Linked DNA regions of Sminthopsis crassicaudata: region 2 is linked to region 1. The links are chromatin contacts, called in public Hi-C maps. All regions are on one chromosome and are shown on one strand. The core of a region is the stretch at or near the end of the contact, and the rest is flanking DNA. Distances in the headings are between cores, read along the strand shown.

Evidence for each region. Hi-C and Micro-C count contacts between places; a contact is called where the count stands out from the background.
Region 2: a Hi-C map of hippocampus shows a contact between it and region 1, with 3 times the contacts expected there. The contact joins the promoter of AADAT here to the promoter of HPF1 in region 1. A contact is called at or near these places in 2 of 2 Hi-C or Micro-C datasets (fibroblasts and hippocampus).

The regions. Positions count from the first base shown.
Region 1 is chr6:85,359,442-85,366,842 of ASM4859323v1, forward strand. HPF1 (histone PARylation factor 1) reads right to left here and starts at 2,876. Exons shown (of 8, transcript XM_074276496.1): 1 at 2,824-2,876. The coding sequence starts at 2,826. All of the region lies in intron 1 of LOC141547848 (a long non-coding RNA gene), which reads left to right.
Region 2 is chr6:85,740,945-85,748,345 of ASM4859323v1, forward strand. AADAT (aminoadipate aminotransferase) reads right to left here and starts at 3,198. Exons shown (of 14, transcript XM_074276556.1): 1 at 3,054-3,198; 2 at 1,792-1,890; 3 at 477-645. The coding sequence starts at 1,858.

The DNA of each region.
Region 1 (7,401 bases), core at 1,626-4,125:
TAAATAAACATGTGTATAGCACCCATAAACATATACATACATATACAAACACATAGAAATATACACACACAAAATGTATATATATGATAAATCTATATAAAATTTATATAGATTTACACAAATATACATATAGTAAATACTTATGACAAATTTGCTTTTGATAAAACAGATTCTTACGTTAACTGTATTATTTAAAAAAAAAAAAATTCTGCATCTGAGTCCATCCATCACTTCTCCACCGGGAGAAATCAGATTACTTTATCAAGAGTTCTTAAAGCTTCAAAGTTGTTCTGCTTTATATTGATGTCGTTACCATATACATTGTTTTCTTCTATCTGTCCACTTGACTCCAGTAGTTTAAAAGTCTTCCTATCTAGTCATGAAACCATCCCTTTGCTCATTTTTATGGAACCATAATAGTCATTCTATTCCCATACTATAATTTGTTCAGCCATCACCCCAATTAATCTAAGAAAAATAATATAGATATACATTTATATTAAGATTGACAAGGAACTTGACAAATATCTCCTTTTACTCTCCCAGTTATCCTGAAAGGTAGATGTTATTAACTTCATTTTACAGATAAGGAAACTGAAGTAGAGATAAGAGGCCTTGTCCGAAGTCTGAATCTAGATTTGAACTCAAATCTTCTGACAACTCACCCAAGATTCTAGCTGCTTTGTCTCCTAGCGGCCTCATTGTTTTACTACCAAAGCTAAATAAAAAATGAAGTTTCTAATTATTTGTAGGCAAGGTCATGGAAGGGAGAGGAGATACAAATACCTGCAAAATAGTCTAAAGCAGGGATTCTCAAACTGCAGGCCACTGAAGATGTTTATGCGGCCTGCTGGGTTATGGCAAATGGGCTGAGGGACGAAGAGTGTGAGCTTTTGGTTTTACTATAGTCTAGCCCTCCCACAGTCTGAGGGACAGTGAACTGGCCCCTATTTAAAAAGTTTGAGGACCGCTGGTAAAGTAATGGTTATTATTCTTATTATTCTAGATTTGTAATTCATTAAAAGATGAGAAATGCCCAGTGTGGAAACTCCCTGTACTGATGCAGATGGGCAAACCATCTGCAATTCATAGTCTTAGAGGGCTGTCTGGGGCTACTGAGAATTGCGGTACCTTTACTTGGGCATTACCATGCAATTAGCATATGTGGGAGGGGGGATGTCACTCCTGGTCCGGCCTCTACTTGTGTATGCATCTTGTCTATACTGCAATATTATTTTGAATGACAAATACTATCTTTATAAAGTGCCTTAAGGTTTGTAAGATATTTTACACACATTATCTCATTTGGTTGTCACAACAATCACTCCAGTCATTTTGTTGATGAAGAAACTAGGGCACTGGCAAAACTTGTAGAGCATTTGCTTCTCCAGGTTTTACAGATGAGGAAACTGAGGCAAATCAGATTAAGTGACTTGCTTCAGCTGTTATAAAAAGAAGGAACAGTCTCCAGATTTGGCAGCATGGTACTCTGGTTTCTGACGAGGAATATGAAAGACCGTATTACAATCCAGAATTCCAGGCTGAATCAGGAAGACTCATCTTGATTTCACATCTGATCTCAGACGCTCCCTAGCTGTGAGCCTTAAGCCCCGAGGAATTCCCCCCAGAGTATGAAAAAGCAGTCTAATCTGTCCCATTCGGGGATGATTGCTTTCCCCTGGGGGCTAAACTTGGCCCAACCACCTATTTAGGTTCAGAGCAGAGGGACTCTTGAAGGAGTAATGGGTGTAGGGCGCCAGCTTTTTGGGTCCAGAAATAGGTATTTAGATTTTAGAATAGAAACAAACATTTCTAAGGATATAAAGTAGAAGTGGAAAGATTAAGTACCATTCTGAATCACAAAATGGAGGATGTCCAAAACAGGTTCCCCTGGATATTTCTAAAGGCGGTTCAAGCTAGATCCTTTGCACCACTATAGACTCATCAAGCATCTAACATAGGTTTATAGATTTAACGTTGAAGGTCTTTGGATCCTATTACTTCAATTAATAAATGATGAGTTGGAGGATCTATTGAAATCAGGCGACTTGGTTATCTAGTCCTGAAGAGCAATTTCTGAGAAACCCAAAGGCTACCCAGCCTGGGGAGCTGCCTGAGAAAGCCTAAGAATACTCGCCTGGGGAGTACCACAAAGGGTGCTGGCTGTTCGGGACAATCAGCTGGTCAATAAATTGTAGAACTCCGGGGTGGGACCTACCCCAACCCCACCCCTACCTGTCCTCAATTGCACCTCTAAGCCACACTATAAGCAAATCGACCTTATCTTTGTTTCCCTTTCCAATATAATTATCTCCATTCTGACTCTTTGCTAAATTCCCTTGGAATTAGCCCACTGGTAGCAGCGTAATAAATCTTTGCCTCATTAACTGAGACAGAGTGTGAATTCTTCCGCCAAAACTGGGACAGGGACCAAGGGATCCTGACATCGTTGGGGTGCCTTCTGCATCAACAGTACCATTTAAGTGGCAGAGCTAGGACATGAACTTAAGACTGCAGGAGAAAAGTTTCTGCATTTGTCATCAGCAGACCCATGTTTATAGCTATGCTCTACCAATTTACTATCTACTTGATGTTGGGCACTCAGGCTTTTTTTTTGAAAAAATACATTTGCTTTTATATCATTTCTAAATACAAAATTCATTTCTTCCCTACCAGTGAACCTTCCCTTACAACAAATTTTAGAATAAAAGACACAAAAAAAGTTCAGCAAAACCAGTATATTGGCCATGTCCGAGAGCATATGCAGTATTACACTTCTGTAATCCCTCACCAATTCAACAAAAAGGAGGTATATTATCTCACCATTTCTCTAGGTCTAGGGAAACTCGGCCTGTTCACTTTAATTAGTTTCTCAGTTTCATTGCATTGCTCTGTTTATATTGTTGTAATCATTATTTCTTCCTGATATCTATTAGCACCAGTGCACCAATGGTTAGTACCCCCCCTTCTCTAAACTACTACCACCTGAGTCATTGTGCAACATGAGCCACCTGGTCCCGCCGAGGCACAAGGCACACTTTGCTTTTGAGGCCTGCACCCCAATTTCCCATCCTCTAGGGGAGTCTCTCTTCCTGCTAAATCTCTGTGAGATTGTCATGTTCTTTTATGTATCCCGACTTACATAATTGCCAGTTGCCATGGTATCCTGTGCAAACTGAAACTCTCTTGTTCTGCTATGATTTTGTCAGTAAAACCGGGCCTGCCACAGAATCGATTTATTAGGAGCAGGATGCTAATGGTAGGTTTACTGAATACTTTCCTTTCCTGGCAGGGCCCTGAGCTGCTGGGGTGACTAAGATTCACAGCAGGGAGCCTTTCTTGATTATGACAAATGAATTGCCTGACTCCCACTTAAGCACAAATTGAAGTGGGTGTTTAAAAGGAAGGATGTCAGTTAAAGCTTCAGTTGGAGCAAGGACTAGTCCTACTTGTTAGTGGAGTGCCTCGTTTTGCATAATAATCACAGAATAAACAGAAACTTGATTTGATGTGTAGCATTAGAAAAGCAACTTTGGTCCTTGGAGAAAGAAGAAGAAAAAGCACCTTCTTTGTCTTGGTTTAGACTTGGGGAAGGTGTGAAGCTGGCAGATAAGGTCATTGCTTAGGTTGGTTTTGTTACATAATACTTTCTATGTGACAAGAGAGGGATTACAGAAGTGGAGTTAGGTGGGTTGGAGAGGAGGCTGTGATACTTTAAATAAAAGTCAATAAAACATCTATAAAACACTTAGTTTTATAGTCAAATGCAGCATTATGAGGTCGGTAGAACTTGCTTGCCTTCAGCACCTCCGGGTCTTATTTTGCAACTCTCTCCATCACTGTCTCCCCCAAAAGCCTGGATTCTCTCCCAGGGCATTCTCCCACTCCACTGTAAAAGTTAATGGAGACTTGCCATTTTGGGGTGTTACCTCCAGCCCTTTCTTGAAAACTTAGGTGTTACTGTATTGCCGGAGAAACTGAGGCAAGATAGAGATTAGAGAGTTTTTAATATTTTATTTGAAAGGGAGAGATTGTGCTGGGGGCATGTTACCCCCAGGGCTGATGTCTCAAATCATCCAACATCCACTGTGAGTTCTCAAAGACATATACATGACTCTAAGCTCGGGTAGCTAGACAGAGGTGGGGGTAGAGCCCAAATTCTGATGATCAGGAATCTCCAGGCAGGGACCATCAATCCGGTTCTGACAGCTTGGGGGTAGGACCATAAGTTCTTACTAATTGGGAGGACTGAGGAGGTGTCCAACTAGAGGAAGTCTAGGATTTAGAGAAAGAAGAGGATACCAATTAGGTATGAGATAGGCTATCTGGAGTTTTATCTTTTGGAATGCCAGTGGCCAGACCTCCAAGCCTTAATTATCTCAGTCCTAATGATCACGAGGGGGAGATGTTGCAACCAGGGGGTTTGAGACAGAACAATAAAAGGAACTGAGGCAGAACAGTTAAGGGAAACTGAGGCAGGACCATAAAAGGGAACTGTGGCACATTACCTGCCCTAATCTTTAAGGACCTTTTCTAAGTCAGGTGACACTTAACTTAGGATCATGGAATTCAAAATTGCAAGGGACATTAGAAAGCATCTACAATAGCTTTGCAGATGAGGAAACTGACCCTGAGAGGGAAGTCATGACCTAAGAGCACAAAGGTATTGTGAGGCTAAAATAAATAGAAAGGAGAACCCAGCTCTTTTAACTCCAAATCCAGCATTCTTATTTAATAATTCATCTATACTAAGAATTAACAATATTAATCTATACTAAGAATAGGAAGCTAGGGGGTCCTGTGGATATAACACGGAGCCTGAAAAATAGAACTTACCTTCCTGAGTTCAAATCTGACACTAACTAGCTAGGCGGTGTTGAATTCTCGAAATGTTAAGTAACTTTTCCAAAATAATGCAATTAAAATTATGTGATGATCAACTATGAAAAACTTGATGGTTCTCAGCAGTTCAGTGATCTAAGGCAATCCCATAAACTTTGGATAGAAAACACTATCTACAACCAGAAAGACAACTATGGAAATTAAATGTAAGTCAATATATGCCATGTTGATTTTTTTTCTGTTTTTTTCTCTCATGGTTTTTCTTTTTTGTTCTGATTTTTCTCTCCCAACATGATTCATAAAGAAATGTGCACTTAAAAGTTAATATTCATGTATAACCAGAAAAAATAAAACAATAATTAAAATTTTTTAAAAGCCAAAATAATTCAATTAGTAAGTGACAGAGCCAGAATTTTAATTTAGATCCTTTGACTCCAAATTCAGCACTCTTACTAATCTTGTCCCTCAAAACCCTACCATGCAATGTCCTTTGAAGGAATAGGGTCAGATTTGAAATACAATAGTTATAAGGCATATATATATATGTGTGTATATGTATAAATATATGCATATATATGCCTTACAACTATTGTTTATATAAATATTGTATACATATATTACATATATTGCAATACATATATTGTGTGTGTATATATTTAGATATATATATATACATATAAACACTATATATATATAAATAAATATACACATATAAACACCATATATATATAAATAAATATACACTGATAAACACTATATATATATAAATAAATATACACATATAAACACTATATATATATCATGTATGTTTGGTGCAAAAGGTAACACAGTGCACCTAATACTTTAGGATCTGTTATTCTTTCTTTTTTAAAATAATATTCTCATTTAGCTCCCCCATTTTTCTAATAAATTTATTTATTTTTAATACACATTGCTTTATGAATCATGTTGGGAGAGAAAAATCAGAGCAAAAAAAAAAAAAGAAAAATCGGAGCAAAAAGAAAAAATCATGGGAGAGATAAAAAACAACAAAAAGAGGTGAACATAGCATGGGTTGATTTACATTCAGTCTCCTTAGTTCTTTTTCTGGATGCAGATGGCATTTTCTGTCAAAAGTCTACTGGGCTTGATTTGGATCACTGAAACACTGAGAAGAACCAAACCTTTCATAGTTGATCATCACACATTCTTGTTGTTACTGTGTACCATTTATTCCTGGTTCTCCTTGTTTCGCTCAGCATCAGTTCATGTAAATCTTTCCAGGTCTTTCTAAAATCAGCTTGTTCATCATTTTTAATAGAACAATAATATTCCATTACCTTCGTATACCACAACTTGTTCAGTTATTCCCTAATTGATGGGCACCCATTCTTTTCCACTTCCTTTTGCTACCACAAAGAGAGGTGCTACAAACATTTTTACACAAGTGGATCTTTTCCCCTCTGTTATGATTTCCTTGGGATACAGACCCAGTAATGGCCCTGTTTGGGCATAGTTCCAAATCACTTTCTAGAATAGTTGGATCATTTCACAATTCCACCAAGAGTGCATTAGTGTAATAGTTTTCCCACATCCTCTCCAACATTTATCATTATCTTTTCCTGTCATCTCATAGCTCCCGTTTTGTCAGTGTGTCCAGTATTCCTCATCACCATAAGGACTCATGCTCTCTGAAGATATCTCCTCCTTTACGTCTATTTTTGTAGTACTCTGCTCTTAATGTAGGATTACCTCTAATATATTCCATATCATTCAGACTTTTCAGGATTCAAAAAGCTACCCAGAAACTTCTATCTTTTCTATCTCCTAACTATTCTTTTTTTGCTTAAGATCAGGAAAAAATTTCCATAAAAGCAGCCATGTAATTTGAACCCACATGAAGCTGGATGGGAGACAGGGCAGCCTTCCTCCTCCTTCACTAGACTCTCAGTTTGAAATAGTTCATATATTTCATAGCCAAAAAATGAGAGAGATCTAGAGGCAAGTAAGCCCTTTTGTATGTGTACTAAGTCCCGACTCAGTAGCCAATTAGGGAACTCTGTCATTTCCCATTGCAAGGCCTTGAATCATCACTTCTCGATCAGTAGCCAAAGAGCTTTTCATCATTACACAGAGTAAGCCTCAGCACATGGCCAAAAGTGACTTCCCCTAGAGTTTTCACAAGATTGAATGAGTAGGTAGAGTTAGTATACAACTTCCTCAGCCCCACGTCTAGCTGTACTTCCCCTGTACTAGACTTTTGTGTTCTCTTCACTCCCCCTCCTAAACTCCAGTTTATTCTCACATTTACATTTCTTCTTAGAGCTGCTCATCACAAATATGTTAAATTTCTATATTTAGTTTCTGTTTCAAAATACAGATTTGCAAAGCAGCGGCTAGTCTTTCTCTGAGTTAATCTAAAATACAGAGAAAATGCAATTAATAATGGGCAGCTTGGGCTGCAGAGATAAATGCATGTATTCAGCAGCAGGTGAGTCAGGGCACTCATGCCAAAGGTGATGTAAGGAGAAGTACACTTTGTACTCTAGAGCTTTATAGCCTTCTTTAAGAGGCATTTAG
Region 2 (7,401 bases), core at 1,948-4,447, 380 kb after region 1:
GATATATTATATATATATATATGCATATATATGTAAATGTTTGTTATTATTGTTATTATTATTATTTATTCCATTTATTGCCAACCCCCACCTAGGTCATTTTTGTCTCTGAAGTTCTAATATGTAGCATATTGTAGCACTTAAGCACCTGTTGAATTCAATTTAATTCCTGATCCCAAAGGTTCATTCTTTTTTTTTGTGAATGAGGATTGCTTGGGTAATTTAGTGCATTTCAGAATTCACTGCTGTGATCCTCTCTCCACTGGTTCATACTGAAACTCACTCATGCTAGCCATCACTATTTTCCAATATTTTCCCTTCTGTTTCTTCCCTAATCCTTCAATCTAATCTAGATAGAGGGCTGTTAGAAAATACCTTAATTAGCTCTGCTAAGCACAGAATTTACTATATTGCTGATTTACTATATTGCTTGAAAATTAGGGCACAAAGTTACCATGTCATTTTTTGATAGCTACCCTGCTGAGGCAGAATATTGAAGTGCTCTCTTCATTAAATCTTCTCCAAATTCAATGGCAGTTCCATCTTCTATGGTGATCTTTGCAGTTTTAAAGGGGAAAGTGTTGGGATTTGGAGCTCCTCCAGCCAAGGAAATGAGTGAAGGTGGTGATTTCTGCATCAGTTCAGCTAGGGGAAACATGGAGAGGAGAAAATGACCAAAAAAAAAAAAAAAAGCTTTCATTACAGGTTATCAGTCTTTGTCATGGAAAATACAAAACATGTTACAGACTGAGAAATTGTCTTTTTCCTTTTTCAAGATATAGAAGAAAGAAAGAACTCTCAGTTTCATTGGAAAGAGTGATCTTTTCAACAAAGGTGACTGAGATCCCTCTACCCTTTGGTAATAGAACGGTAGACTTACCTGGGTTTGAATTTACCAATAACATTATGACTATGGGCAAATCATTTCTCCCTTCACATTTAAATGACTTATTTCCTCATCTATACTTGGAGTAGTTTAGTTTCCTCATTGACAACTCTAGTTCTTACTCCATGGGGCTGTTGTGAGGATAAAATGAGATTGCAGTTAGTCAAAAGCTAAATAATTCAGCTACTATTAGGTGGTCTTTACCTGATACTTTTAATTTACAAATGAAATAAATTAATCTGAAAACTTCCTACTGATTACACTTTGAATAATCTCCATTAACTCAAACACCACTGCTTACAGGAGATCTTTCTTGATCTCTCTCTCTGTCTTGAAATTGTTTTGTATTGTCCTTTATTTACTTTTTAATTTATAAACTGATACGTATATATGTATTTATAAATTATATTGTTTTATTTATTTACTGTGTATACAGGATGAAAGATCTAGAGCTGAAAGGGTTATTAAAAGTCATTTGATTCAAATAACTCATTTTCCAGACAAGGCAAATGAGGTCCACAAAAATTAAGTAATTTCCCCAATGCGACATTGGCAGATTCAGTTTTCTTGAGGGAAGCAGTTTTCATTTCGGTTTTTATATAAATCCAATGCCTAGAATAGTTTCTCATAGCATTTGCTTCATAAGTGTCCAATTGAATAAAATCTTTTTTTTTTTTTAACAGTTTTGATAAAAGTCTTAACCACTTGACCCAATTTATGTTTTCCCCACGCACCTTTTAAAGATGTGGGAATAAGTGAGTGACCTGGCAGTGATGAGGAAGAGAAATGAAAGCCTAGAACAATCAATTCATGATCCAGAAAACTAAATAAGACTTGTATGAACTTGTCCATTTGTGAGAAACAACAGTAAAAAGCACCGATAATAACAAAGAGACCGTACTCACTCAGGAGTCTTATGGGAGAAGGTTTCCTTGCGGCGCTCACCGCTGTGAGGAATCGCGCGTAATTCATGTTTTTAAGGGTGATCAGAGAAGCATTCACGGCTAGAAAAACAAAACAGCGAACCTCCCAGGATACTTTATTCTGCACGCGGCTGTCTGTGCTTTGGTGAAACCGCAACCGATAATGAATACTTTTATAGTATTTTTATAACCTCTGTCTTAGGTCGAGCAGTAGATGACCTAACTCCTACATACAGAGGAAGGAGATAACACATAATCTCTCAGAGGAAGACGATGACACAGAAATCATTAATTAAAATTATCTTGTGAATCATTATCAAGTTACTAAGTATCAAAATTATTTATTAAATTTTGATAGTAACAGCCCGCATTTGTGAGGCTTGCAAAGCAATTGACATAGGCTATCTGGTTTGTTTCTCATAAACAAATGGAGGTGCTATTTTGAAATAAAAAAACGGAAGCAAATACGGGGTAAAGTGATTTTCCCAGTGTCACAATACATATACACACATACACATATGAGCCGAACTTTTTAAAGTCTGAATGTGAACGTGATTATTCAGGTCGTGGCAAGGGCTGGGGGCTGTAATCAATTAGGGGAGGTGAGTTTCCATCCTGGCTCTTATTCAGTCCCTTGTGGGACTCCTGAGGTCCTCTGAGCTTTCCCCAAATGTAAAACACGTCTTAGTGGCTGCCATACAAAGTTGACCCACAGACCTGCTCCTACAGTCGGCGTCAATTCCCGACAAGTATTTATTAGGCTCCTACTAAGAACTAAGGCAAAGGCCGGGCTCCTGCCCTGCAGGGCTCTCAGTCCAAAGATAACCCGGAGCCTGGGCTGAGGGGGGAGAGAAGGAGGGTGGAAGAGCCAACCTTAGCACCGCCCCCGTCACGCCTCTCGGAGCTCCAACTCCCCCTCCCCGCCCCCCTATCTGGCCAATAGTGTGCCGCTCTGGGTTCCCCACCTCCTTACGTAGCCACGTGCTAGAGGAATATGGCGTCCCCCTGTCTGAGGAGGGGGAGGGGAGGAGGAGAGAGAAGGGGACCGGAGAGAGAAGGGGAGAAGAGAGAGGGTTCGAGGGAGGAAGGAAGGGGGAAGTATCTACGTTCACTCCGTTAAATAGCTTCCTCACCCAGGTCAGCACACCTGGGCAGGGGACCCCTCTTGCGCGAAGGGAGAGCGCGCGAACTGCTCGCCCCAATCTAATATGAATGTAAAACAAAAAATTAAAAGGAACTTTTACCTGTACCCGGGAGTACGCGTCCAGCAGTGGTCTTCCCCTGCGGAAGAAAGAGCTCGCGTGGGAGACGGCGGTCCGCTCCAGGCGGACCAAAGTGTCGGCTCCCGGAGGCGGGGAAAGGCCTTGGTGGCTGGCGCGCGGCGGACGCTCTGCGGTCCTTCACTGCCATCTGCCGGCTGTGGGGGGAAAGACACTCCCTGTGTTACATTCGTGTTGCATAAGTTGTTCAGTCATTCTCCAATCAATAGACATCCCTTTGTTTCTATTTTTTTTTTTTTTTTTTTTGGCTGCTAAAAGAAAATGCTGTTATTAATATTTTGGTGCATGTAGGGGCTTTCTATATTTGCCCTCTTTTCAATAAATTCATAGCAGTGGGATTTTGGGCTGTCATTTTCTTATCATTCTAAATTGCTTTCCAGAGTGATTCCTTCACAGTTCCTATATAGTGCCTGTATTTCCATAACTCACAACCCATGGTCCTTATTTGCCCAATCAAATAGCCTTTCTTCAGTACTTCTTTTTCTTAAACTCTTGGCAACATTTCACACTGACTTTTCTCTCCTCTCCGTAACTTTCTCCCCTCTTGTTCCTACCTATCTGGTTCTTCCAACTCGGCATCCTGTGCTGGATCATCTTCTATGTCCAAAAGAATGTAAGTTCACTGAAGGCTGTTTCATTTTTGCCTATCTCCTTGCAATCTACTGAACCGTGAGTGATCCCCAGAAGCTCAACTCTATTCACTGTCCTGATGGGAACTGAGCATGCTCAGTCTTTCTGAAAAATCATTTCTGATCAAATCATCCCCGAACTCCTGGAAGTCAATCCAACATCTAGAGTAGGGAACCTTTCTCCCTCTTCAGCCTGACATTATGATGGGGGTTGAGGTCCCTTTAAGAAACCCCCTCCCCCATGGCTGACCTTTGATGTACAAATCCTGGTCAGTGGACTTTCCCCATCCCCCACAAGATCTGAGCTAACTTGGGTTTTCCCATCCCCCACACTTTAAGCCCATTGATTTAATGCCAGGAGCCTGGGACTCCACCCACCTTCAAGATAAAAGGGGCTGCTTTGGAGTCCACTTTTGCAGAAGTCCTAAGCATGGCATCCTTATGTCCGTCATATGAAGGGTTTCTGCCCAACGGACCTATTCCAATGCCCTTTTATCTCCACCCTCAACTTTACTAAGTAAACCTTACTTCCAAATCCCTACAATAAACCTTTTTATCAAGATAGGTTTTCGGGCCTGTAAATTCCTTTTACAGGGGACTCTGCCCCATCAGGTGACTATCTTTGCACCCACCCAAGAGGGGTTCCCCTTCCCTAACTCTCATCAATTATAATCTCATTCAAACACATAGAAAGGATCTCCTCCCTTCCCTTTCCTTCTCTCCTCTTCTCTCCTCCCTCCCTTCTTCTTTCTTCTTCTCTCATTTCTTTTCCCTTCACCTTTTTCTTCTGTAATAGTGAGCCACTGGAATTTATTGAGTAGGGTGGATGACATGGTCAGAACTGCACTTTAGGAAAATCACCTTGGCAGCCTAGTGGAAGATGGATTGAAGTAGAGACCAATAGATAGGAAGGAGGGAAAGAATTAAGCATTTAAAAACATCAATTCATTTGATTCTCACAACAACTTTAAGGGAGAGGTGCTATTATGGATGAGAAATTAGGTTAGTTGATCACAGCTAGTAAGCATTGGAGGCCAAATTTGTCTTGACACCAAATTTCAGGACCAAAGTGTTATCTACTGTATCACTAGGTGTCTGTATATAGGCAGGATTAGAGGTGATGAAGACTGATAAAGGGTGTTATTTGTATGACTGGCAAGAAAGGGACATGTAGTAGAGTTGTTCTGAAAGTAGAAATGACAATATTTGTCAACAGATTAGACATGCAGGATGAATGAGGAATCAAGAATAATCTGGAGGCTGTGTGATTGACTGACTAGAATGTTGATGCCCTTCTTGGTAATTGAAAAAATTGGTAAGATGCAGTGCTGTGTTAGTAAATGTTTAGCAATTGACTGAAAAAATATGCACAGAGGAAACACTTTTGAGTTTAGCCAGCATTATTAATATTTTTCCATGCATTTGCAGATTTCCCAGGAATAAATGTTCTCACACTGAAAATTTAACTATTGGCTTTGGCTCCAGTACAATCAGCAAAAGAGAAGGTTTTTTTGTTTTTGTTTTTGTTCTTTGGAGAGGGAGGGAGAGAATAAGATTGGGACTTTTTTCTTAGTTTTGCATGTATGAAAGGATAAAAAATCATTTGTGTCTGTATCTAGTGTCATCAGGATGCCCAAGGAAACAAAAGATCATATCTGAGAGGATGGAAGAAGTAGTAGTGGAGGAGTACCATTCCAAATGCAGAAAGGTGGGAAGATGGCAGAATAGGTCAGAAAAGTTCAAGCTCTAAAATTTTCCCTACAATAAGATAAAATTGTGCTTCAGGGCAAACATAGATGGCTGAAAATCAAATAAGATTTGGGGCAGGAAGGAGTCCTCCTAGGACAACTTGAGAAGACTGGGGAGTGAGGTGAAAACACAGCCAGATTAGCTTAGAAGAAACACATTAGAGAGCCCTGAGGCTAACTGTGGTCAGAAGGATCCTCAGCCTGAACCACTAGAACTTCCCCCCTCAGATATTGAATTGAGTGGGAGGAGGTCTGAGTCCAGGAAGACTGAAGGAACCTCTACTGATTAAGAATATCTTGCCCATCTGTGTTGGTGAGACCTGTCCCTGGGTGAGAAGGAACCAGCATACCTGGTAAATGCAGAAGTGGTGGGGACAGGGATGCTGCTGGCACTTGCAGGAAGGGGGGAAACTTTTAGTTTAGGGTTTCAAGTCATAGGGGGGAGCTGAAGTGAAGCTAGAGGCACCATTCTCCCTCTTTCTGCCTCAAATCAGAAGTGCTTACACTAATATTTGTCATTAAAAAAATGAATAGGCAAAGATGAAAGAACCCAAAGATGGAAACTTACTATGGGAATAGTGAAGAGCAGGGTTCATCTTTAGAGGAGGACAGTGAAGTAAAAGAAGCTTTGCCTACCCCAAGGAGTGATGTTAAATTTCTACTTTACCAGAAAACATTTATTGAAGAACTCAAAAAAGACTTCAAAGATCAAAAGAGATTGATGAAAAACTAAAAAAAAAAAAAAAGACCAACAAGAAAATTATGAAAAAGAGTTAATCAACTAGAAAAGGAGATACAATCTTAAAGAGAAAAATAATTCTTTGAAAATTAGAATTGGGCAAGAGAAAGCCAGTGAAGTTATAAGAAACAAAAAAAATAACAAAACAATATAAAGAATGAAAAAAAATAGAACAGAATGTAAAACACAACAAAAACAAGAGATATGGAGAAAAGATCAAGAAGAGAAAAATATAAGAATAATTGAATTACCTGAAACTTGTAAGCCAAAAAAAGCCAAAAAACCCCCAAACCTTTGACACAATAATGAAAGAAATAATCAAAGAAAGTTGTCCCAGAGAAGTAGAACAGGAGGAGAAAGTAGAAATAGAATTTTTTTTAATCAATCATTACTTCAAAGATACAGAAAATTACATAAAAACATCTTCCACTCATTCAAATGATTTTAAAGAATGAGGAAACTCTTCAGAAGTCATCTCCCTCATCTCATTTTGTGTTTATTGATTTATTCTATTTTAAAATATTACCCCTTCAGAGAAGGATCTCAATCTCATGTTATCAGTCAAGATACATATCTAAATGAGCTTTGTATTAAAAGTATTCCTCTTGAGAAGGGCAGCAATGTTGGATCTAGCTTGTGACCAGATCTAGCATATGTATATTAGATACTTTGCAATGAACTTTATTTAGAATGGTCATAGGAGATGATGACGAGATCTATGATTTGGCTGGTATGTAAGGAACTTCAGAGTGAGAAAACTCCTTTTTACCAATGTAAATTGACTCTTCTCTGCAAAGTTACATTCTTAGATATGGCAATAACAGATGAAGTGATTTGCCCAGAGTCACATGTTCAGCATGTGTCAGAGAGAGAACTTTTTGGCTCCAAGATCCAGTATGCTGCAAATCTTTCTGGTTATGTTTTTCCCAAAAATTTTCTGGGAGGGAATGCATGAAGCCATGTGGAAGCATACTAAAACAACCACTACCACCACCTTAGTTGTAAAACTGAAAATATTATAAAAAAATTAAAAAAAAATCTCTTTGTACTTCCCCATTTGAAAGTGGTATAGGTCAGGGAAAAGGACAAAGGATCTTTTCATTAAGTGAATGTATTGTGGGATAATGAACTTAATAAAAAACTAGATAAGAACATTACCTTTTTCTATTCTCAGAAGAGACCACTAACTGGACCGG